Linked DNA regions of Mus musculus: all the other regions are linked to region 1. A link is a contact called in public HiChIP or PLAC-seq data. All regions are on one chromosome and are shown on one strand. The core of a region is the stretch at or near the end of the contact, and the rest is flanking DNA. Distances in the headings are between cores, read along the strand shown.

Region 1 (6,037 bases), core at 2,366-4,865:
GTGAAAGGAGCTTCACCATCCATTCACTTTCCAAGAGAAACATGTCTTCTGGATCTTGGGCAGGAGCAAAACCAGAGACCCTAGACAGACATGAGACCCAGGAAGTGCTGCAATATTCAAGGAAGCTGATAGTTCTTTCATGGCCCCTGGAAGACTATGTTCAGGTCTCTAGGGCATGTCCTAAGCATCCCAGTTAGTTCAGGTCTCTGAGTGGAGTGGGTTGGGGCTTAGATCCCAGGGAAGATGAGGATGGAGAAAGGAGCCCACACACTGGCTGGAAAGACAGCTGGTCATCAGTCCGGTGTGGCCTGAAATCCAACATTCAGGTGAAACAGTCTGTATTTTAACCTATCACAGTCCTTACAGCCGATTGTTTGGCTTGTCCCCTGTGCTCCTCCACCCTTCCATTTTTGAGGCCTCATTGAATCCCTGAGCAGATACTGCAATCCTTTTCCCTTTTGCTTAACACTCTGATGAGAAATCCCAGTTGAAACTTAAGAGATGGGAGCTGCCAGGCTGGTGTCAAACGCAGACCTCCTGCTTTATCCTTCTGGTGGCTGGGAGTGTAGCGAGAGGGATGGCACCGTCCCTCTGCCAGAACCCAGAGCATCTGGTGGTCTGGGGGATGTTTCACTTCTCTGCTCAACGAGGTCAAAGAGAGTTGCAGTGGCCCAAGTGTCAGAAGACACAGGGGCTGGAAAAAAAACTCACTTAGCACATGGGCTTCCCTTTCTGTACATCCTATACTATTTTTCTATAAGGGCTCTTGACACCTCAAAACCAAAAACAAACAAACAAACAAAACCCTGGCAGATGGCGAATCAGCTCGCACCAGATGTGGACTCTAATGAGACCAACCCTCATCTAGGGCCAGCATTCTCAAGTCAGCAGTCCCCTATATAAAGTGAGATCAGGAGACTAAGCCCACCCAGGTGGTTCTGGGCTCTCAGCAGTCTATTCCACTGCCTGCTCCTCTCCTCCTTCGCCCAGGCAGGCCCAAGCTTAGTTCCTGCAGTCAAGAAAGATAACGGGGTCATGTAGAGTGGCAGCAGCGTCCAACCCGGCGCCTGCCACTCCACGCACCGCTGAACTCCCAACACTGAGGGCACTGCTGAGCAGAGAGGTCCTGCTGCTTAAGGTTCAGTGTCTGCAGTGCTTAAAGGGTGGGGACCAACGGGGAAGTGCACGCTGGTCCCCTAGGTAGCGACAGCCAGAGCAGGCACAGAAATCTGCACTTTAGAAGCCCTGCTTGCAGTTGAGTAGTCCCTCCAGACAGAGCGCGTACCCTCAGGTCATACTGCCCCGCCCCCGGGTCGAACGGGCGCTGGGCACGTGACCAAAACCAGAGTACCGCGAGCGCACGCTGACGCCGCGTCACCCCACTCGGGGGCCTTGCACCCATTGGCTACGGCGCCGCGAACGGGGCCTGTCCTCTGGCACCCGGAGTTCGGGGTCGCCGTGCTGCCCACCCCGCACTGTGCACTGCGACTGTCTCCAATGCAAGACAACCTTGGGCAGCGCTGAGGAGTCCTAGGCAGGTCCCTTCGCCTCCGGCCTCAGTTGTCTCATCTGTAGAATGGGAAGGAAACAGACGCCTTCCTAAGGCTTTTTGGAAAGATCGGAACGAGTTAATACCAAAAAAAAAAAAAAAAAAAAAAAAGTATTCGGCATGTCACTAGCATGCCCCAAGACTGCACAATGCTGAGCCTGCTGACACAGGTAACTGTCGGTCGGGCTGAGACCCCGCCCTTCCCAGGCTCCCCAGACCAGCTTGTGTGCTGAGCGTCAAAGAGCCCAGCAAGGCAATCCAGAGAGCTTTGGTTGGAGGTCTGGGGTGTTAGACATTAGTTTTCCAAGCTTTCCGCACAGGGTAAAGATGCCCCTTGGCTGCTGTCCTAGTAAACCAATCTGTGGAGCAGAGATTTGTGTTGATCTGATCTCCCACCTTGGGCTTGGTTTTTCTTTCCTTGTCTTCCTTCCTTTCTTTTTCTTTCTTGCTTTTCGAGACAGGACAGTAGCCCTAGCTCTTGCAGCCATGAAATGTGTATTTGTGGATCTGTACACTTTACACAGTTCCAGAACAAGGCAGATCTGTTGTGATGTCCCCAAACACCTTGCCCTTTCCTGCAGAGACAGCTCTAGTAAGTTGACTGGGGAAAACCAGTGAGCCCAGCTACACATCAGGTGTGGTGCTGGTTCAGCTGACCTCTGAGTCCTTCTGGCTGGGACAGGCTATTTGAGTTTTCAGAAAACCGGGTGTCTTCTGATGGTGGGACATGGCAGGGTGACCCCAAAGCAAGGGCTCCATGTGCGTTTTATAGCCCTGCCAACTCCTGTGTAATTTTCTAGCAGCTCCTCTGAGAAAGGAACAAAAATGTGTCCTGGTGAAGCCCAGGCACACCCTCCCTCCTTGCCCCAACTAACTCTATTGGTTGGGAGGTGAAAGCAGCCGAGGTATCTGCAGTCTGAGCAAGGCAGCTTCTGGGCGGCCTGGGGCCCTGACCCTCCCTGGTTGACTCGTAGGTTCTGCCGTTGCCTCCCAACTTGCATCACCTGTGGGCCAGAATGGTCTATTCAATCCACGCCGAAGAACCTCTCCTCCCTCCCTTGCTTTACCTGTTCCTAAGTCACAGGGCCCAGGGTTCACTTTTCAGTCTTTATTCAGGCACCTGGCCTGGCCCCAGGTCACATATGACCCAGTAGCTGGGCTCAGGTCCTCAGGACCTCTGTTACAGAATTCTTTCTTTTTTTTCTTTTTTCTTCTCTCTTCTCTTCTCTTCTCTTCTTTCTTTTTGGTATCTTGAGACAAGGTTTCTTTGTATTGCCCAGGCTGTCCTGAAACTCACTCTGTAGATCATGCTGGCTTCGAACTCAGAAACCTACCTGCTTCTGCCACCCAAGTGCTGGGATTAACAGAGTGTGCCACCATGCCTGGCTCACAGAATCCCTTCTTGACTTTGAGATTCACACTTTTTCTAGATCCTTTTGGAGACACAAGTCATTCTATAGGAGTAGTACGAGCCCACTGGCCCTTCAGGTCCTCTCTGCTCCAATGGTAGGACTGATAGGATTAAGACAAGATCAGAAGTTCCAGCCACCCCCTCCTCCTGCAGGTTCTGCCTGAGAACTCTTCTCCTCTGGAGGCCCACTTCTAGACTTCTAAGCTGAGAGGGTGGACAGGTCTTATGGGCCATGCTTCTCTAACCTCTCAGCTGGCTCATAGATAATTGGACCCTGGCTACAGATGAGGAAAACAGAGGCACATAGTGGAGGGGCCCCACTGCAGGCCTGTATCTGCTGTATTTTGGACCCAGGACTGTCTGGTTCTAAACAGCAAGACTAGGAAGTGAGTTTTCTGTTCTCTGCTCCCACCCTCATGCTGGGCCCCCCATCCCTGGCCCTTTAATCTAACGATGTCTGGGCTGGGTCTAGTCCTGTGGCTTCCATTCGGTCCCTCCCTTGGCCTGATACAGAAGAAGCCAAGGCCCAGTGCCTGTGCACCCGCAGGAGATTGCTAGAAACCAGGCTCGGGCAGGCAGTCTCAACCCGCTAGGCGAGCTGTCAGGATGCAGGCTGGTGGGCGGGGCTTGATGGGAAACCCCGCCCCTCCGCTCAGGTGGCTCCGCCCGCGGAACCCAGTTTCCGGGGAACTTTTCCTTAACGTGGGCCTAGTCCGAAGCCGGGTGGGCGCCGGCGCCATGGACGAGCTGGCCTTCGGTGAGGCGGCTCTGGAACAGACACTGGCCGAGATGTGCGAACTGGACACAGCGGTTTTGAACGACATCGAAGGTGCGTGTCCCGGGGCTCCGGCGCGGCCTGTGCAGGGTCGCACGTCCGGCGAGGGCGCTTGGCCGGGAACTTTGGCGCGTGCGCACTGCGCGATCTGGCGCCTGAGATCTAGGGTTGAGCTTTCCGGACCGCAGTGGGCTAGGTTTCTGGACACGCTGAGTATCCACTCAACTTCAAGCCTGGTCCTGTGTACAGTTCACAGGCCGACCCGGGGTTTCTCATTTCTTGAGTTCACCAAAATTCCCAAGAAAGTCCACGAACCGATATTTGCATTTACCTTGGCTTGCAAGCATCTGGCTACTTTGGATTGAGGTCAGGGAGGTCTCTTTGAGTGCACTAGAGCTAAGGAGCAGCCCCCTCACCGGAAAGGAAAGATACTTTTTAGGCGGAGGGGGAGGCAAAGGCCCTTTAGGCGGGACCTGAGTTTGAGGAATTGGAAATCTGATAGAAGAGAGAAGGTGCTCTCTAGAATATTTTTCAAATTTTGTGATTCTGGGGCAGTAACTCGGATTCTAGAACATATTAACAGGCTTTCTGCGCTGAGCCACACCCCAGGCCACTTAGATCCTTTAAAACATCACTTGAACTCGCTCAGTATGATTCATCTCCCATGTCAACAACAACTACCAATTGGGCGGAGGGAAGGAGTGGCGGCGGATCTGGAGAAGAAAAAAACCCCAGCAAGTCATTGTTACTATAAGATATGTATCCATGTTAGGTGGACTGTTCAACGATCTCTGGTGGCTGTTAGCAGTTTCAAAACATTATATTTCTCTTGCTCGTTTAAGGCTGCTCCACATCCTCCTCCACCCCAGATAATCATGACTGTGTGTCTACAACTACAATGGGGCCTGTGGGATTACAGTAGATTGTGCCCCCTGATGCTCTGTTGATAGACACCTAAGCTGTTTTTTATATCCAACACAGCCTTGGACTGCTGTGCCTACGTCCTCATCAGAGACCTAAATGTGCCATCAAAGCTTGGAGTTACTGCTAGTCACCTGCCGGGCAGTGGTGGCACATGCCTTTAATCCTAGCACTTAGGAGGTAGAGGCAGGTGGACCTCTGAGTTCGAGGCCAGCCAGGGCTACACAGAGAAACCCTGTCTGGGGGGGGGGGGGCGGAGAACAAAAACTGCTAGACACTTAAGAGGAATGAAAGTTTAGAGATATCTTGGCTGACCTGAGATCCAGGCATGGTTAGGAACAGTGAGAGGAGGGATGGGAGGAGGAGAGTACAGTGTTGAGTTGTTAGAAGTTCCCTCTTGGTGTTTGGGTGTCCATCCATCCCAACATGGATAGCCTACACTTATGGAGTACTTGGTGTTAGGTTGAGAATTGCATTGAATCCTTCCGACAGGCCCAGCTGGAAGACATACTTTTATCTTACAAGTAAGAGACCAAAAACAGAGGGTAAATGACATGTCCAAGTCTTGCAGCCACAGCAAGACAGAACTCAGACCCAGGCTGTTGGCTCAAGAGCCTGGACCTCTGGCTCCCAAGGCTGGACGAAGAGGTGAGATTGAGGCAGGGGCTGGGGAGCCATGTAGCTGTCTCCTTCAACCCAGAGCAGCATTGGACATAAGACTGGAAAGTGGCAAGGAGAGCCAGTCCCACTGGCCATCTCCAGCCTGCTTTTCTCACCCTCTGTCATATGACTCCTCTGTGAGCTTGCCACCTTTATATCTGAAGATGATGCTGTGCCCAGAGCATCAAGTCCTGCTCTGGCTGTGACCTCAGAGAAGATCCAGAGGAGCTGTCTTCTCCTTGCTCCTGGTGTCCGGTCACTGGAGGCTGGCAAAGGGAGCCTGTGATAGGGACCACTGTGCATTGAGGGCAGAGAAGGCAAATGGAGGTAGTGCTGCTCTGAGACTGGCTGGTCACTCTAGGAGCCCTGGGGAGCCCAAGGCCTGTGACAGCCAGCTCCCCAACAGTCTGTTGGCTCAAGGTGTATACATAGCTTAGGTCCAGCGTGGCTTACTAGGAAGCTCTCCTGGGTTCCAATTCCCCCTCTCTGTCCTGGTCTTACACTGTATCTGTTTATGTTCCAGTATTGTGTGACTCTCCCCAGGGAGAGGTGTCTACGAATCTGATAGGGCGCTGTTACAGAGTGAAGAAACGATTCCATTCAAGTTGAGCTTCATGAACCAATGAATGTATTGGTGTCTTAATCAGTGTTCTGTTGCTGTGAAGAGACAGTATGACTACAGCAACTCTTATAAAGGAAAGCTTTGAACTGGGGCTGGCTT
Region 2 (6,037 bases), core at 1,067-3,566, 590 kb before region 1:
TGATGTCTAATTGAGTGACAAACAAAGTGATGAAACAGAGAAAGATTTGACAAAATAGGATATTCCCAACTCTCATAAGAACAGAAAGAAAAGAGAGGATACTCTAGTGGCTATTCCTATTTGTCAAATTGACTATATCTGGAATGAACTACACTCCAGAATTGGAAGGCTCACCTGTGATCCAGATCTTGAGACTGAAAGACACATATTTCTGACCTGGATCTTTGGCATGGAGATCTTGAGGCATAGTGGCCATGAGAAGCTTAGGCTCAGGCAAGGTAGTACATGGCTTTAATCCCTGGAGACTGAGGCAAGGAGATCTCTGAGTTCAAGGTCAGCCTGGGACAAGGAAGTCCAAGATTCAGGGGTGGTGGTTTACCCCTTTAATCTGGGACACAACTTTCTGCTGGAAGCCTACATAAGGATATTGGAAGAAGGAAGATTCAGTCTTCTTTGCCTGCTTGCCTTGTGGGACTGAGCAACTGCTAGATCCTTGGACTTCCAATCACAGCTGCTGTTGACCATTGTTGGGGAGTTGGACTTCAGATTCTAAGTCATCAAAGACTACCCATAAGTTCTGTGACTCTAGAGAACCCTGACTAATACAGGTACTTAAGAGAGAACAGCACAGAGAGAAAAGAAAAAGGAGGAGGAGGAGGCAGTTTTGCTGGGACAGTTAGAGAGAGACAGGTTGCAGAGAGAGAACAAGTTAGACACAGGTGAAGTCAGAATCAGCCAGAGAATGAGAACATATTGTCAAAGTTACACTTTACCTGTATGTATACGAAGGTGCTAAATCCCCTGGAACTGGAGTACGGATTGTTGTGAGCTGCCATGTGAGTGTTGGGAATTGAACCCAGGTCCTCTGGAAGAGCAGCAGTGCTCTTAACTGCTGAGCCATCTCTCCAGCCCTGTGGGGTTTTGTTTTTATTTTTATTATTTAAATCTATTTTTTTTTAAATTAGGGGCTGGAGAGATGGCTCAGTGGGTAAGAGCACTGCTGCTCTTGCAGAGGGCCAAGGTTCTGTTCTCTGAACCCTTGTGGTGGTTCACAGCCAACTATAACTCCAGTTCTAGGGGATTTAACACCCTTTTGCCTGCCTCTGCCTTCTGAGGGCTGGGACTAAAGGCTGCACTACTACCTCCTGACTCTAAAATGATTTTTTAAATCTTATCATTTTAAATTAATTTTGTTACTAAACAATGTATTTTTATATTTTTATGCACACATGGCAATAATATATATTTAAAAATTTATTTTATTTATATATGCAAGTGTTTGTCTGCATGTATGTGTGTACCACATGCATGCATTGGCCACAGAGGTCAGAAGTGTGCATCAGAGCCCCTGGAACTGAAGGTATAAATGGTTGTGAGCCACCCATGTGGGTACTGGGAATTGAACTCAGGACCTCGGCAAAAGCAACAAATGCTCTTAACCACTGATCCATCTCTCTAGCCCCATGGCAATATGATTTGCTTCATTCGTTTTTACTAGCGTGTGTAACACAAACAACGCAAACTCTTGTTTAGGCTAAGCAGGCTCTCTAACACCGAGCCACACAGCCAGCCTCATTTTAATATTTGAGACAGCCAGCTAGCCTGAATCTTGGTATTTAGTCAGGTTGCCCTCTGTCTCAAGATCCCTCTGCCAAAGCCTGTAGAGTTCTGGTCATGCCAGCTGGGTTTTTGTTTGTCTTGTTTGTTTTTTTGTTTACTTATTTATTTGAGATAGGGATTACTGTGGGCTGACACCAGGACCCGCGGTGGTGGCGCACGCCTTTAATCCAGCACTTGGGAGGCAGAGGCAGGTGGATTTCTGAGTTCGAGGCCAGCCTGGTCTACAGAGCGAGTTCCAGGACAGCCAGGGCTAGACAGAAAAACCCTGTCTCAAAAAACCAAAAAAAAAAAAAAAAAAAAAGATCTATTTATGTCAGGCATGGTAGCACATACTTTTAATCCTAGAACTCTGGAGGCAGATCCCCTGGACACTTGTGCATTAGTTACTGGAAACTGAACCCGAACCAGGCTCGATCCCCAATCCTATCCAGGTCTTCTGGATCACAAAACACTCCTACAATCAGCAATACTGCCCAAAAGTCCCAGGTCCCAAGGTAAGGAACCGCCCAGTCCCCTCCTCCTTCCCACCCCCTCCAGTTCAGAGCTCTTTTTTTTTTTTTTTTTTTCCGTCAGGCTTTGCCCTGCTCTGAGCGCGGGCGAATCGCGCGTGGGCAGCTGGGGGCGGGCTCTACCTGGATGCTCCCACTGATTGGGCCGCTGTAGGGGCGGGGCGGGACCAGGCTGCGCTGGGGAGAGTTTAGTGGAGCTCCGGCCTCTGCGCGCCAAGTTTGGGTTTCCCCCGGACGTGGTGTGTCACGTGGTGGGGAGGCTGGTTCCCGGAGCACGTGCTGGGCTGTTAGGACAGCCCGCTGCGGGGTTCCGGCTGGAGGTGTTGCTGTGGTCACTTTCCGCGCGCTCTCCAGGAATTCGGCGATCCACTTGCCTCTGCCTCCCTAGTGCTGGGATTAAAGGCGTGCGCCACCACAACGCGTTTAGTCCCTTTCATAAAGACCGGAGGAACAGACGTTTACGGCCAGCTCCCGAAACCAAGTGAACTGGAGGCCACCCTGCACCAAGGGTTGGAACCTTTTCACAAAATCCACGCTCCTAATACAAGGTATGTAATTTCTAATCTTTGCGATTGTTTCTTTTTGTTTTGTTTGAGGTGTGAGTGTCACACATGCTGTCCTCGAACTTGATGTGTAGCCAAGGATGACCTTGAACTTCTAATGGTTCTGCCTCCACCTCACCAGTAAGAGCTATCGCTCTCGGTTCATGTGGTGCTGGGATGGAACCCCTTGGTTTATACATGTTAACGAAGCTTCCGAGGTTTGTCTGTAATCACTGCTTTTGATTTACTAGTACAACCCTGATTATCTGCAGTGCGTTACTCTATCTAGGGGACAGGTTGGCTTGTAGCGTTCTTAGCCCAGTGCCTCTATTTCAAGGTCTGGAAGTTAGGTGACCTTTGGTTAGCTGAAGCAAGCACAAATGTGTTTAATTGAGCCAGGCAGTTGCTGGACCAGAAACACCAGTTTAGGCTCCGTACAGAATACATTTAAAATTTCTTCCTTGAGGGGAAATTGAATGGAGGTGAGTAATTGTGTTACCCAGGATTCTGGGAAGCACCAAAAGTAAACAGGAGTTCACATTCTGCCTCTGTTATATGACCTTAGTTAAAGCCACTCCAAGGCCTTTGAGAGCCTCCTCTCTTTATAAAGCAGGGCACAGAGAGACTCGCACTGTTCCTGTCCCCATTACAGCCTAACACGTGGGTATGGACTTTGGCAGACCTATAGACAGTAATAAGGAAATGCTGTATGTTTTCCCCAAAGTTAGCTCAAAAACGACAGTTCAGCAGCCAGGGCTCTGCAGAGAGACCCTGTCTTGGAAAACAAAATAATCAAAAGTCTATAGTGTGAAGATCTTCTTCCTAAGTAAGCCCTAAGTAAGCCAGGAGTGGTGGTGGCACACGCAGGAAGATCTCTGTGAATTCAAGGCCAGCCTGGTCTACATAGAAAAACCCTCTCTAAAAACATAAAACTAATGCCCTGGCCTGGGTATTGTGGTGTATGGCCTTTAATCCCACCCAGCAGACAAAGAGGTAGAAGTAGGCAGAGTTCAGTGCCAGCATGGTCTACATAGTGATTCCAGGATAGTTCTATATGGAGACCTTGTTGTTGTTGTTGAAAACTATTAAATACCTGACTGAGGCTAGGCCTGGGAAAGCAGCTTGGTTGGTAGAAAGCTTGCCTGGAATGCAGGGAGCTGGGTTCAGTCCAGCATCCCATGAAACTAAATGTGCTGAGGCGTGCCTATAAGCTGAGGACTCCTGAAGTGGGTGGGCCAGAACTTTCAGGCTCTTCTCTGCTATGCCAGTTCTGTGCCTGCCTGGGCTACATGAAACCTTGTCTTTAAAATCAATCAATCAATCAATCAATCAATCAATCAAGTATACACTAAGCTTCTTGAGCTCCTTGAAGAATTCTGAGCTAGCAAGATGGCTTCTTGAGTTAGGGGACTCACAGACAAGCCTAATGGACTGACTTTACCCCTAGGAACTTCCTTCTGTGTGTTGTAACACGTGTACCTACACCTGTACACAGTAAACAAATGGGATTTTTTTTTTAAGAATTTGAACTTTTTTTGTAGTTCAGAGAAAACTAGCTTATTTTAGTACCTTATTTCAGGAAGGACATATATTAGTTTAGTAAGGGGATGCACTACTGTGATCCGACATAGTGGTAAAAGCAGGGTGGGAACCAGGCAATCCCACGCTCTGCAGGCTGAGGTGGCCCAGTCTTTGAGTTCAAGGCCAGCTTGGTCTATAGAACAGTCTAGCCAAGACTGTTACACAAAGAAACCCAGTCTCCAAAAACAAAACAAACAAGCAAACAAACAAAACAAAAACCCCACCAGGTGGGACACTCTGGGGAGAGGCGTGGGAGCCACTGGGCTGAATGCTCCTGAGTGACACTGGGTTAAATGTTCCTGAGTAAGATGTCTGGCCCTCTGAAGAGGATTCTAAGTGGACCTTCGTTCTTTGATGGTTAGGAGATTTGCTCTTCACATTGATTAGGTCCTTTCTAACCTCCAGCAGTTAATGTTTAATGAAAATGTTGTCCTTGGGATTTGGGGAGCAGAGGTCCGAGCCTGACTGGTGTGTGGATTCTGGTTCCCACTTGCCAAGGGCCCAGACAGGTGCTGGGATTTCATGGGTTCTGATCTTGAGAGAGGAAGCTCAAGGGTAGCCAGAGAGGCCCAAGGTCCTTGGCGTGATATCTGAAGTCTTTTTTTTTTTTTTTAAAGATTATATTAAAGGTAGGTTTATTGGGAAGCTGCTCTTGGGTGAGTTCACTGGCCCCAAAGATTGAGGCCCGGGGAGTCCCCATGGGGGTAGGGGGTGGAGAAAGAGGAAGGGTACACACATGCAGAGCAGTAGAGGCATCTGAAATCTCTGTAAACATGTCCTTCCCAGGGAGCTGCAGCTGGGCTGGCAGAAGCACATTTGAGCATCTGGCTCTGTGCCTGGTGATTTCATGCTTGTGTTTAAATAACAACTACTCTGGAAGTCCTAACTAGAGATTTCTGTTTGAGGATGATAACACTTCCTTTGTCTACCTCCTGCAGAGATAGAAGGAGCCCTATGGGTTGGGAGTGTTTGCATTGTTTGCCCCTTGGTTTTGTCTGTGTACAGTATGTCCTCTTGGAGAGTAGGCTCTTTTGTGTTTGGCTGCTTTCTGCTGGGTATCCTTGTGGCCTCCTGCCCTGGTTACCTCTTACCTGAAGCATTTAGTTCGTCACAATTTGGGGAGGGGGGCACTTATGCATTCAGTAGTGGGCTATGCCTTCTCTACCATAGACTAATATTGAATACATAGACCAAGAGGAAGCCCCTTAAAGGCAGGGCTCCAACTGGGCTTGCTGACCACAGCACCAAGAAGTAGTAGCCCAGGGACAGTATTAAGTCCTTGTCCTGTAAATAAAGTTTATGCACGTCAACAGAAAAGGACAGATGGGCTGCCAGCCACTGAGTAAGAGAAGAGATGTGAATGCAGTTTTGTTCTGTTTTGCTTTTTTTGTTTTAGAGGTAGGGTTTATTTGTAGTCCAGGCTGTCCTTGAACTCTTTGTGGACCAGGATGGCCTTAAACTCAAGAGATCTACCTGCGTCTGCTTCCTGAGTTCTGGAATTTAAGGCTTGTGCCACTTGCCTGGACTGAGTGCAGTGTTTTTATTTGATATTTGTTTATTTTATGTGTACTGCTGTTTTTGCACAACTGGTGTCCAGTGCCTAGTCAGAGGAGTTTCTTACAGCAAAACCTCATGTGTGATTCCATGGAGTCTGAGAGAAATGGGTCCTGATGGGGTGAAGATTGCAGGACTTAGTTGGAAAATGCTTGCTGCATATGGTGGAGTATCCCCATAATTCTAGCACTTAGGAGGTGGAAGAAAAAACAGGAGTACAGGTCCTTCCTA
Region 3 (6,037 bases), core at 1,207-3,706, 560 kb after region 1:
AGCAGGGACAAATGCTGTTGGCAAGAGCCTCCAGCCTCCCCGCTCTCCTTTCAAGAGCAGCTCCTTCCTGAAAGATCCCAGGAGCTAGAAGACTGGGCTAATCTCTCCCCACACAAATAACCCTACCCAGTATTTTAGGAACTACTGTTCCAGTGCCCTGGAGGTCTCAGGCCTGTTTCAAAGTGCAATCATTTTGAAAACAACAAACTTGAGAGTTTAATACTTTCAATTTGCTTCATCCCTTGAATTAAACTAATAATTGACAGATTTTTTTTTAACAGACTCAAACATTTAAATTCCTCTCATTCATTTAAGAATCAGAAAAACAGCCCGTGTGTAGCATAAATAACTAATTGCCAGTTTAGGCAGTTGCTTCAAATAACCTGGAAACTTACAAACCTCCCTCAAAACAGCCTTTGGCAAGGCCAGAAACTTCTTAAATCAAAGTTGACTGTTCTATGGGTGGTTTTTCAGTTTGTTAAACTATAAGGGGGAAAGCTCAATAAAACATATTTCTTGTTTTTCATATCACCACTACCAGTTTACTGATACGGAAATTAAAACAGAGGTAAAGGCCTCATTCAAGGTCAGACCTCAGAAAGTCACAAGCAGTAACCGCATATCCCATATACTGCTTCCCTGAACAGGATCCAAATGAGAAGAGGAAATCACATTTCTCTCTCTTCAAGAGTCCTACCCTTCCCAAATAGACAGGTCTCTAAGGCCCTTGGCATTCTCACAAATCAATGACTGAGACTTGGAGAGTCTGGTTAAGCTTCCTGATTGCTTCCTGGCTATTGGAAATCTGACCTCAGAGAAAGAGGCCATAACCCCTGCCCTACTACTCCACTCTAGTTTGCCCCATAAAACAAGTCAAACCTTGCTTGCCTGCCTGCTTGCCCATAAAGGCTTTAAAAACAGCCAAACCAGGGCACTTCAAAGCAATGTTTTCAGTCTAAACAGCTCTTTCCAAAAGGAGTGGCTACAACTAGGTGGCACTGGCTGGACCGTGTGGGGAACTCCACTGAAGTCAGCAAGCAGGGGGCAAAGGAAGTGGGCGAGGGGAAAGGGGAGCAGGATATATAGTGCTTTCCCAAAGTGCTGCAAACAAGGCCAGGAATCCTCAACACCAGAAACGGGAGAGCAACCAGTTCCCAAGGGCCAGTTGCCCAAATTGGAGACCTTGTACCAACACAAATTCCCAATCTCCTACACTGCTCCGGGGTTGGAGGTCTTTGGCAATCTAGGACAATGTTTTCCATGACTGTGACTTGGAGGTCTGGAACTCTGTTTTCCATGACTGTGACTTTGACACGGGTTAGGAAGAGCGTCTAACCTGGTCCAAAATCCTGACTAACAAATTAAGGGCAGACAGAGGGGGAAACCAACTTTCCCCAGAATGTACAGGTCTTCTTGGTCTCCTGGGCCAGAAAGCAAAACCAAGAAGGGAAGCCCCTACCCCTCGACAAAAGCTATTCCTACCTTCAGTTCAAGAGCAAGACCCACCCATCTGAAGAGAAACACCTCATCTCTCTTCAGACCCTGACGGTGACAGTGACTTAGAAGGAGAGCAGGCTCTATTCCACAAGATGGAAACTGGTGACCCACGCAAACATGCCAATTCCTGGGACAGTTTGGTGGCCAAGTCTGCGTCCAGTCCCAAGACAAGTCGCGAGGGGGGCGAGGGGGGGGGTAGTACTGACAAGTGGCAAGCAAGCCCCACTTTGTTCCTATCCAGGGAAACCAGACATTTTTTTGAGTCACCCAACAAGCATGAATCACACGGCAGAGCTATGGGAACGGGAAAGGATGTTATTTTTCGGCATTCTTGAGGATTTTCCCTTTGTCCCAGCTCTATCGATACTCTTCCCGCCCCCATTCCAACCCCATCCCCCAACTCTCACGCATTTTTTTTCCCTGCTCCATTTTTATTCTCTCTTGGCCTTCGCAGGCTCTGCGCTCCCCGGCACGACTCGCAGGCAGGACTCTCAGCTCCGCACCCGCGGCAGCTCACCTGCGTCAGGTCCTCGTCGTTGAGCAGATGCGACTCGCGGGGCTTGAAGCAGTTCTGACACTTGCTCTTGTTGAAGATGTTGGCCTGAAATTTCCTGCACGGGTTTTCCTTGGCCGCCGACATGTCGGCTAGGCGGCCGCGGAGCGGGCCGCCACGGCCCAGCGCTCTCCCGGGGGTCGGGGACTCAGCGCGGCCGCCGCCGCATTTTGCGCTGGCCGCCGCAGGCCCGGAAAGGCCTCCCCTCTCGCGCCGCGCCCCGCCTGCTCGCCGCGGCCTCAGAGCGCGCGCGCCGCCTCGCGCCCCGCCCCGCCGCCCGGCCGCTGTGGGCCCATGGACGGACGCGGCCTCCGGCCGCTGGCTCCACCGCGGCCGCCCCCAAGGCGCCGGCCGGCAAGTCCAGCCGTCGCGCTCACCCGGCGCCCGCCGCCACCGCGAACGAACCGAGCTGGGCGCCGCGCGCACTCGGGGAGGGGCGGGGTGGGGCGGGGCACCGCAACCGGCAGCCCCGCGAGCCAATGGCACCCGCACGCTCCTGCTAACAAAGAAACCCGTCGACCAATGGATGACGGGGGCGGGACCGGGAGCAGCGGGCGCAAGGTAACTTGTCCAGGCTGGGAAGGTGGAGGCGCTGGGATGGAACTTTCAGGTTTGGTGGACTGGCGCCGCCGCCCGCGGCCTGACAGCTGCGGCGTTGGGCTGGGCTGCTCCCGGAAGGACGCCGGAGATCTCCGCGGTCTCCCTGCGGGCCCCTGTCTTTCTCGTAGTCTCTTCGCTGCGGCCTTCTGCCTCGTCTAGCCTGCGCCCCTACTGTGTGCTAGGTCTGTGGTCGACCCAGATGCCACCATAAAGACTAGAAATTGTTTCAAGTGCTTCCCGTGTTTTAGATCATTAAAGTTCCATAACCTTCCCGTGACCATTCCGGTTTTACGTAAGGAAACTGAGGCGCGCGGAGCAGTTAAGTAATAAGACGTAGTGTTTCCGAGGTGACTAGAAGATGTCAGCAGCCGTGAGGAGTTGTCAATTCTATTATGGGAGCCCAATTCTGCTAGAGTTACGTACGCACTCTTACCTCCGTTTTGTGCTTGAGGAGACAAAAGCTCAGACACTGCGAATAGCTTGTGCAAGGTCACTCTGCAAGAAGGGCCTGAACTATATACTACAGGCCACTCTTGTCCAGACTCCCAGGCAAAAGGCCACTTGGAAAGGAAACGACAGAGGAGTCCAGAATGGGCGGAGGGGAGGGGGATGGAGGGGGACAACCCCTGCTCCTTAGGAGGCAAATTGTTCCCAGCAGCAGTGAAATGGATCTAAGCAGAGAGCATGCAGAACTGTTCCCAAGGTATGCAGGTGTAAGTGTGGGGAGGAGGAACAAGAAAGGAGTATGTGGTCCCAGAACTCTGAAAGTAGATCTAGGAGGGTGGAGAGTTTAAGGCCAGTCTGGACCGTAATGAGACCTTTATAAGGAGGCTAAGGAGGAGAGGAAAGGGAAAGAGTGAGGGAGGCAAGACAGAAAGGAGGAATCACTTTGACCTGAGATTCCAGGCTCAGCTGGCTGGCAGTTCCAGAAGTCAGCCTGTGTTTTTTAACAGGCTGAACTAACTCATTCTTCACAATGGAGGTGATATTGGAGCAGGTGGTGGCACTGAGAGCAGCTGCGCTCAGGTCACAAGGAGGCTTTAGGAGAGAAATGCCTTCAGAGTTGCGTACTTTTCCACTGGTCATCTGGTGACTACCCCGGGGAGGTGCATTTCCATTTTGAGAAAGAAATGCTCTCCTGCACAAGGAATCAGGAATGAAGGAGCCCAGATCAAAGTGTGCCTGCAGCCTGAGGGGAAAGCCCAGCTCTGATCCAGCTGTGGGCAGGTCTTTTGCCCTCACTGGCACCTCACTGACCACATGGACAAAACTGACATGAATGTAAGGTGTTGCAAGCATTAGGTGATAATCATCTTTGCAAAATACTTCACATAATGTGGCCAATTGTTAATTGGTGAATTTTGGGAAAGGGTGTTTACTGGACTATCCTTGCGACCTTGTTGATTTAAATTTTTTTCCAGAATAAAGACGGGGAAGGGGTAAAGGGAGACTGACGGTTCTTGTCTGCACCGAATACTCGGAAAGTGATACCAGTGGTGGCCTCTGGGGAGAAGAACTGGGTTATTGGGAGGTGACCTACTTTTAAATTTTCAATATAAAACCTTTTTGTTCCTTTCGGGTTTTGTTTTATGAGCATGTACAAGCTGTTTAAAAGAAAGACTTAGAGCCAGCAAGATTGCAAGGCGCGTAAAGGCCTTTGGTACCACACCTGATGAGTTGAGATGAGTCCCCTGAAGCCACATGGTGGAAGGACAGCACAAACTCCTGAAAGTTGTCCTCAGACCTCCAGATGAGTAGTACAGTGTGTGCTACAGTGTGTGCGTATGTGCGCGCGCGCACGCGCACACACACACACGAAATACATTTAAAATCTAATTACAAGTTTTCAAAAAATATATATTTTAAAGTTCTACCCGTTTCTTGGGGCCAATCAAGGCTACCCTATTAAGAAAATGCCCAGCATACGTTGTCCAGGCCAGCCACATACCACTGGTGTCACAGCTGTGGGTATGAGGAAGAGTGATTCAGGGATCCTGAGGCTGGTAGCCTGACAAGAGCTCGACCTCAAGCAAATGAAAACTGATAAAAACAAGAGGCAAACAGAAACCTTCCACTGGAAAGTCGCAGGGCCCTGCCTAGGAAACCCCTGACTCCATAGTAGACTGAGCGCGGGGGCTTCTGGAAAAGGCAGGACCCTGGACAGTCCAAAACTGAGGAAGACTCTGCCTGGAGAAGGAGGAGGAGAGATGTTCCAGATCACCACAGCAGGGCACTTGGCTCAGGACATCCAGACCAGTCTGTGTAAACAAACAGAAGCCTGGATGCCATTAAGGTGTTGCTGGAGATTCAAACAGCCCTGAAGGAGGAGGCATTAGGAGGATGAGTGAGTGGTACAAGCGCAGCCTCCCTAAGGAGGCAGGTATGCTGCTGCTGGTGGGTACTATTATCTCGTGACTATTTGAAAGAAGAGGCTCATTGGGCTCAGGGCACAATAAGACCTTGCCTATGGTGATAATTAAGTACTTTGTATGTGAGAATTGAAGTATTCAGGCTGGCAGTGTGCAGCTTTGGGTGGTACCCATGGTCTTGAACATGCTTCGTGAGGGTTCTCCCGCTGAACCAGGTCCCAGCGCAGTCGTGGATTCTTGTGACTAGGCACTCGCATAGAGACCTTTGGTCTGGGAGATAAATGGCAAGAGAAGTTTGGAAATGGCATCCATCAGGAAATGATTACGAAAGACCAAAGAATACAGATGTGGCCAGAACTAGAGCAGTGTCAGTCAGAGATGCAAGGAATGAAATTGGACAACACTGAAGAGGTTTAAAATTCCACTCGCCTCAGCATCTCTAGGGCAGAGCTAGGGCAGGGTTACCACTGCGTTTCCCCACCTAGTTCAGTGCCTAGCAGAGAGTGGGTACACAGCCAACTCCTAGCCACAACTAAGAGATGAAAACATACTATTCCATCATGCTGAACTATTTCCCCTATCAGATTATAAAATCCAGGTTTGAGTCTTACAGCTTTGGGTTCCCTTTTCAGAAGCCTAGAACACAAACATTCATTAGGCTGTCGACTTAAGATTGATTCATTGAGGATGTAGCTCAGTGGCGAGGCACTTACATAGCATGCAGAGTATTTTAGGTAAGTATCTTGTACACTTGGGGGACTGAGAGAGGGTTGTTGTGAGTTTGAGGCCAGCCTGGACTTCATAGAGAATACCAAGCTGTCCAGGGCTATAAAACAAGGCCCTGTCTCAAAAAGAGGTGATTGATTCAGGCCAGGTGTAGTCGTGCACTCTTAATCCCAGCACTGAAGAGGCAAAGGCAGGCTGGTCTCTGTGAGCTCAAGGCCAGCCTATTAGTGAGTTCCTGGCTGAGAGACCAACCCTATGTCAAAAACCAAACCAAACAAGAAAGATGATTCCC
Region 4 (6,037 bases), core at 2,378-4,877, 560 kb before region 1:
AGGGTGCACACTTGTACAGACCAGGAATCTGCTTGTAATTCAGGCACTGGGCAGTAACCATTCAATGACCATTGAAAAAGGTCTATTCAATAAGTCAACTTTATTTTCCTATTTTCTTGGAACACAGGAATAACCTACCTAGATATCTATGTGAATGAGGCTTGACGGGGGAGCACCATAACTCTGAAGGGATTTCAAACAAGGGCAGGACAAAGTCCTTTGACTCCTCACTTTCAGAGCAAATAGAACAGCAGAGTACAAGTTATTGGAGTTCTATATCTTCCACAGTGACAGCCACAATCCTTTACACCATTGTGACTGGAATCAGAACGTAAGATCTTCAAGTCCAGCTATTCTCTGACTTCACTGAACGAAGACTGCTGTGTTTACCCAAGACAAATGGAATCAGAATCTGACTGGGGAGTCACGATTCAGGGCATATAAATATAAGTAGCGTGTCTGCCTAGCATGCTCAGGGCCTGGGTTCTATCGATAGAACCACTTACATTCACAAGGAAATTAATTCTCCCAAACAGTTCTGACATGGAAGTGGGGCTGAGCCAGGATTGGCAATCTCTTAGCAACTGTGAATCCCCTGCCCCGTGATAAGAGAAGGCAACAGGATCAAGAGTGATTTGCCAAAGGAAAGAACAGTGAGTAGGGTTAGCCACTGTCTAGGAAGCAGGCTTTCCTTTTTAGGGTCCACAGATCCTAAACCTGCTTCATCTCGTAATGTTTAGGGCTCTTCCCCACCTCCTGGAACCAGTTACCTTTGTAGGCCAATAAGCTTCCACTTCTGGAAATCCATAATATGCAAAGGGGAAGAAATCCAGTGCTTCACCGGCTTGGCATAGCAGCCATAGTTGGGAACAAAGATGGACAGTGCAGTCACCAGCTTCCTGACAATGGTTTCATCTTCGCCCAGGACCACAAGTGTCCTCCCACTGAGCAGGGAGTAGATGGCTGGGTGGGCAAAAGGGTACTGGCGGATGAATTTTAAGGCATTCTGGCCAGCTCTCTTTTTGTGCCTCTCAGAGGATAGGCCAGCAGGAGGTGCTGAGGGGATTCTGTCTGAGCTGGTAGAGGCCGCACTGCCCATGTAGCTAGTGGTATCCGAGTAGTTATCCAGGCTCATCTTACTAACATCTCGGCTAGCCAGAAGGCAGCTTGGATCCAGCTCATAAGCTGGGAACATTTCACAACTGTTGTCTCGGGGAGAAGGGTCAGTGTTTTCCACTCCGAAGTCCACGTGGAGCCCCTGGTCCTTCTGTATGTAGCGCTGTGGGGGAATGCTCACCACACTGTCCTCATCAGAAAGAGTGTAGGCTGGGGTTGGGAGAGGCACCAAGTGACCTTCACTCTCCTTTCCAATACAGCAGCTGGAGTCTATTTGGGATGGGATATTTTCCAAGTTGCCCTCCTGAGTCTCATCCGGTTCTGGTGAGCCGGCACTTGCCTGGAAATGGATGGCCCCCTCATTATCCGCATAGGCTTCTTCTTCATTAATGGCACTTGGGTAACTGGCCTTAAAGTCATCAGGAATGAGGGCCTCAGAAGGGCAGGTACTTAAGACTTCAATGCTGTCCTCGCTGATTGTCCTGTGGCTGACCGCTTTGCTACGGACTACATGGGGGCTCAATGGCACGGTGAGGCTGGCCTGGCTGTCAGATTTCGACAACACAGAGGCTGACTTCTCGGTGCCCAGCACCTCAATGCTTTCCCCACTACTGATGCTCCCTTTCATATCCATATCCAGGTAGTCCAGGTTCTCTTGGGGGTCAAAACTGCGTGCCTCTGTTGCCTCCACCCCCGTGTACTCTTCATCGCCAAGTTCCTGCTCCATCTTGATCAATACAGACTCCACACTGGACTTGTAAGAGCCAACGCTAATTAACACTTTAGGAATGGGGCATTCTTCTACAGGCTTGGGAGGCAGCCTGTCCTGACTGGGCTGAGAGGGTACATTCTCTTGCTTTTCCATCCTGTCATCCACCTCTACAAAATCTTCAAAGAGGAAATTCGTTATGGGCTGTTGTTTTCGAAGCACTCTGTCAATCTGACTGGTCAGGAGGTAGCACAGGTCTCCTCTGAACATGTGTTCAATGTGGCTAAGCTGGGCCAGGGTCTGAGTGAAATACTCAGTGTCACAGAGTTCCTCCAAGGTCTTCAACTTCTTGTCAAAACACTTGGTGGACTTTGCTTTGATGAGTTTGGGGGTGTAAGCCGGTCTGCAGGTATAAAGGTCTGCATTAGCGGACTCCTCAGGATTAGAGGTAGTGGATACCTGGTCAGCCTGATCCTGGGTATGCTCTGTATCACCAGGCTGCAAGTCAGGGATCTTCGTCTTCTGACGAGGGTATGAGCGGATCTGCCTCAGCAAATCTTGATGTTCGATGATGGACTTCTCCACATTGGCCAGTTCATTGGCTTTCTCAATCGCCTGAGAAGAATAAAAACCCTTGTCGTTGGCTTTCTTCTGGATCTCGGTTTCTGTGTGTAGCACTGTCCTTGTGTAATCCAAGTCTTTCAGCTTTTTTTCAAGTTCCCCAGCGAATGCCTTCCTGTTGCCCATCTTCAAGCACTCAGATGCTTTGGAAAATTCGGCCGAGAGCTCTTGGAACTGCTGCATGATTTTATGCTGGTCTGCGGAGATATAAGCCATACAAAAGGGCCTCACAAAGCCCCTGGCCTCCAGGTCGTACAAGGTGAGGTGGTGCACATATGCAAAGGCCCCTTCCTTAGAGTCTCCCAGTACCACTTTAGAGTCTTCCACAAAGTTCAACTTGGGGTAGGCAGAACCGGGAGGATGGCCTACGAATGAAGCCTGGTAATCCACCGACATAATCCGCAAAGAGAAGTAATTAAGATCAAAAGTGCCAAAAACTTTGGTGTCATTGGGGATGGTAAGCAAGGGCTGGGGTCCCACCTGCTCAGAGAACTCGGAAATGAGGATGAAGTCCCTGGAGAACTTGGCCCCAGACAGTTTAGACCAGGGGTTTGCCCCCTGGCTGGCATAAGGAAAGAGAGGGACTGAGTACTCCTCAGGCAAAGCGGGCTCATTGTAAGGTTCTTCCTCGTATTCATCTTCCTTGGTGAAGGCCACCACATCAGGGGCGCTGATCATATTTCCTGAAATATGGCAAGCACATTGAGAGGAAATGGAAAATAATGTAGGGTTGGTCGGAGGGAGAGTCAGGCCTCTGGATGCGAAAACGAAGTTCTTGCGGCCTTCTTTGCACTTCCGGGGATCCTAAACTGCCCTGTCACACAACGAAGAACTCGAATTGCCGCAGACTCTCAAGGTTTGGGACCTGTGATGCCCTGGGCAAGCCTCATGAACTCCAAAGCTGCAGGTCCAGATGACGGAGGCTGGCCATTCTCCAGCGTTTGCCCGGGCCGGCGCAAGGTTCCTGAAGCTAGGTCACCAGCACTCCCCGGAACCTACCGGCGACATCAACAGTCCCAGCTCTGATCGTGTCATTAATCCTCGCCACGGGCTACCGCAGAATCAGTCAAATGAGTCTCCCCACGACCTAAGGGCAGAAACTGTCGCCGCTCCTAGGACCGTACTGTCCCAGGGAAGCTACCGCGGCACCGCCATCTTGGTATCACATGACTCCCCAGCATCAGCGTCGCGTGACCCGGAAACGCCCACACAGACTTCCAAGTTAGTGGCGCCTTTTAAGAGGCCCTGCCAATCAGATCTTCCAGAGGACAAGTCCCGTTAACTACCCATTGTCATAAAGAAAAGGAAAGTAGAATACAGTGGGGTGGAAGGGAGGAGGAGAAACGGTGTTGGAGGAACGTGCACAGGGCATGAGGCATTCTGGGAGTTGTAGTTCAAGGCTGCTTAGTGGCGCAGTGGGCGGAAGTTGTCTGTGAGCGCGAGTTTAAGCGAGACTCGGACGTGTGGGTTTCTGATCGAGGCGGCAGTTGCCTGGAAAAACTGCATTTATTAAGGTGGCTCTCACAGTTCCTCGTGGCTTTTCCTCTGGGTTCTCCAGCATGCACGGGCACCCGTGGAGTTGCTGCTGGAGCAGGACCTAGGGAATGATCTTCCCGGTCACCCTCTTAGCGTTTCAGTGGCACCGACGGCCTGGAGGCCGTGCCCTGTCCCGCGCTGCCATGGAAGTGGCCTTCCGAGGAGTGCGAAAAGTTCTCTGCGTGGCGGAGAAAAACGACGCTGCCAAGGGGATCGCCGACTTGCTGTCCAACGGGCGTATGAGGCGGGTAAGAAGCACTTGGGTTCTGCTTCCCTGAGGAACGCCCACAAAGTCCGACAGCGCGTTGGGTACCGGGAGCCCGGGCGAAAGCGACTCCGCCTATTTTGCGAGAGGCCCCTCCCGGCCGCCCTCACTTCTCGGTTTCTCCCTAGCCTTCAGGCTTTTTGTAAATGTAAAACCTTTTCACGCTTTTGATAGACCTTTGCTCGCCGGATCTGTCTGCTCGGCTCACATACCAGTGGAGCATTGCTCTCCCTTCTTTGGGTCTGGAGTGTGAGAACACGTGTATTTTAAAACTCTTCCTTGGTCAATCACAAGTTCAGTAGTATTGGAAAGCGGTAACCAACTCCTTTATCTTGGCGTTCAAGCCTTACTTATGGAATCCTGTCCCTGCCTTCTGCAGACCCTGTGACTAGGGTGGTGGCACCCTAGGGGTAACACTTAGGTTTAGGAACTAGAGAAGTCAATTACTACTCCTATAGACTGATTCTAAGATACACGAAAGATAGGATTGTCTCCTGACAAAACGGAGGTGAGAAGGGTAAAACCCCAAGGACTGTTGCGTTATCATTCAGCTGGAGGCCCTTCCTAGGAGCTGTTCCCTTTTCTTTGCAAACAGTTGGATCTCCAGACCTCTGCCTCCAGTTTTAAAATACCCGGAAGGGGGAGCCAAGGTTAGGTGGGCGCTGGCCCCTAACTACTTCACCTCTTAAAAATGTCTTTGAGTAATAATTTTTTCTTTTCTGTTTTGGAGACAGGGGTCTCACGATGTAGCCCTGGCTGTCCTGGAACTTGCTAAGTAGATCAGGCTGGCCTTGAACAATGGAGATCTGTTTGCCTCTGTCTTCTAAGTACTGGGGTTACAGACTGACATTCAGCCTAACTACTGCTTAGATCTCTCTCTCTTTTATTTTTTAATGTCTATGGGTGTTTTCCCTACATGTATGCCTGTGTATCAGACACATGCCCACCGAGGCCAGAAAGGGTATCAGATCTGGTTGTGAGCCACTATGTGAGATATGGGAATCGAACCTAAGTACTCTGAAAGAGCAGCAAGTGCTCTTAACTATTGAGTCATCTCTCCAGCCCCTTAAATGTCTTTTTTTAAGGAGCGCCCCCTGCCCCCCATACACGCACACACTTGGCCGGGGATTCTTTTCTCCCTCTCCCCCACCCCCTCTCTTTCTCTCGATGGCTAGTTGGTTGGTTTTTGGAGACAGGTTCCTCTGTGGTGTAGTCCTGTTTGTCCTGGAACTCACTATGTAGACCAAGCCAGGGCTTCTGAATCCTGTACCATCACAACACTTAGAAGGCATCTACAGTAATGAGACTGCCAAAGCTGGAATAAAAGAGATTGTTGCTGCTTTGTCCATACCATTGAGTAGATTGGAATTGAGTCTTTAAAACTGTATTTTATTCAGAGGGCTGGCAACCCTAGAAGACAGCTTGTCTCCAGCTGGCAGGTTATATAGAGACAATGGGGGTGAGGTAGAGAATGAAAGGCGGTCAGTCGCTTTGGAGTTCAATCGTGCCCCCTGGTCAGCCATATTTTGAGATTTGTGTTGTTCTGTAAGGATAAGTAAGAGTTAAGTTTGTAGGAAGAAATAAAAGATGAGAAACTAGATGAGCTCAAACAGCTAAAGCAATTGATATTTAATGCCAGAAATGTGGTGTTTGTAGTTCTGACTATGACATGACCAGGGCACAGGACCTCAGCACTCAATGATCAGGGTCCAAGAGAATACACATTTCTTGCTTCAGGCTGGGATTTTTGTAGCTAAGGATAGGGAGTGGGTGAGAGGGATTTGTTTGGG

What was found. HiChIP or PLAC-seq counts read pairs in DNA pulled down with a chosen protein or histone mark.
Region 2: a FOXA1 HiChIP or PLAC-seq map of pancreatic cancer cells shows a contact between it and region 1. The contact joins the promoter of Shmt1 here to the promoter of Srebf1 in region 1. A contact is called at or near these places in 1 of 39 promoter capture datasets (liver), 1 of 115 datasets of contacts at active chromatin or transcription factors (pancreatic cancer cells) and 1 of 9 other capture datasets (pancreatic islet).
Region 3: a FOXA1 HiChIP or PLAC-seq map of pancreatic cancer cells shows a contact between it and region 1. The contact joins the promoter of Mprip here to the promoter of Srebf1 in region 1. A contact is called at or near these places in 2 of 39 promoter capture datasets (liver and pre-B cells), 1 of 484 Hi-C or Micro-C datasets (CD4 T cells) and 4 of 115 datasets of contacts at active chromatin or transcription factors (bone marrow-derived macrophages, embryonic stem cells, memory CD8 T cells and 1 more).
Region 4: an H3K27ac HiChIP or PLAC-seq map of trophoblast stem cells shows a contact between it and region 1, with 10 read pairs. The contact joins the promoter of Smcr8 here to the promoter of Srebf1 in region 1. A contact is called at or near these places in 1 of 484 Hi-C or Micro-C datasets (embryonic stem cells) and 2 of 115 datasets of contacts at active chromatin or transcription factors (microglia and trophoblast stem cells).

Annotation. Positions count from the first base shown.
Region 1 is chr11:60,218,205-60,224,241 of GRCm38.p6, reverse strand. It overlaps Srebf1 (sterol regulatory element binding transcription factor 1), which reads left to right and starts at 3,615. Exons shown (of 19, transcript NM_011480.4): 1 at 3,615-3,789. The coding sequence starts at 3,699.
Region 2 is chr11:60,807,544-60,813,580 of GRCm38.p6, reverse strand. Shmt1 (serine hydroxymethyltransferase 1 (soluble)) reads left to right here and starts at 2,316. Exons shown (of 12, transcript NM_009171.2): 1 at 2,316-2,677.
Region 3 is chr11:59,658,926-59,664,962 of GRCm38.p6, reverse strand. Mprip (myosin phosphatase Rho interacting protein) reads right to left here and starts at 2,456. Exons shown (of 24, transcript NM_001368931.1): 1 at 2,015-2,456. The coding sequence starts at 2,137.
Region 4 is chr11:60,775,115-60,781,151 of GRCm38.p6, reverse strand. It overlaps Smcr8 (Smith-Magenis syndrome chromosome region, candidate 8 homolog (human)), which reads right to left and starts at 3,627. Exons shown (of 2, transcript NM_001085440.1): 1 at 771-3,627. The coding sequence starts at 3,124. It overlaps Top3a (topoisomerase (DNA) III alpha), which reads left to right and starts at 3,787. Exons shown (of 19, transcript NM_009410.3): 1 at 3,787-4,230. The coding sequence starts at 4,051.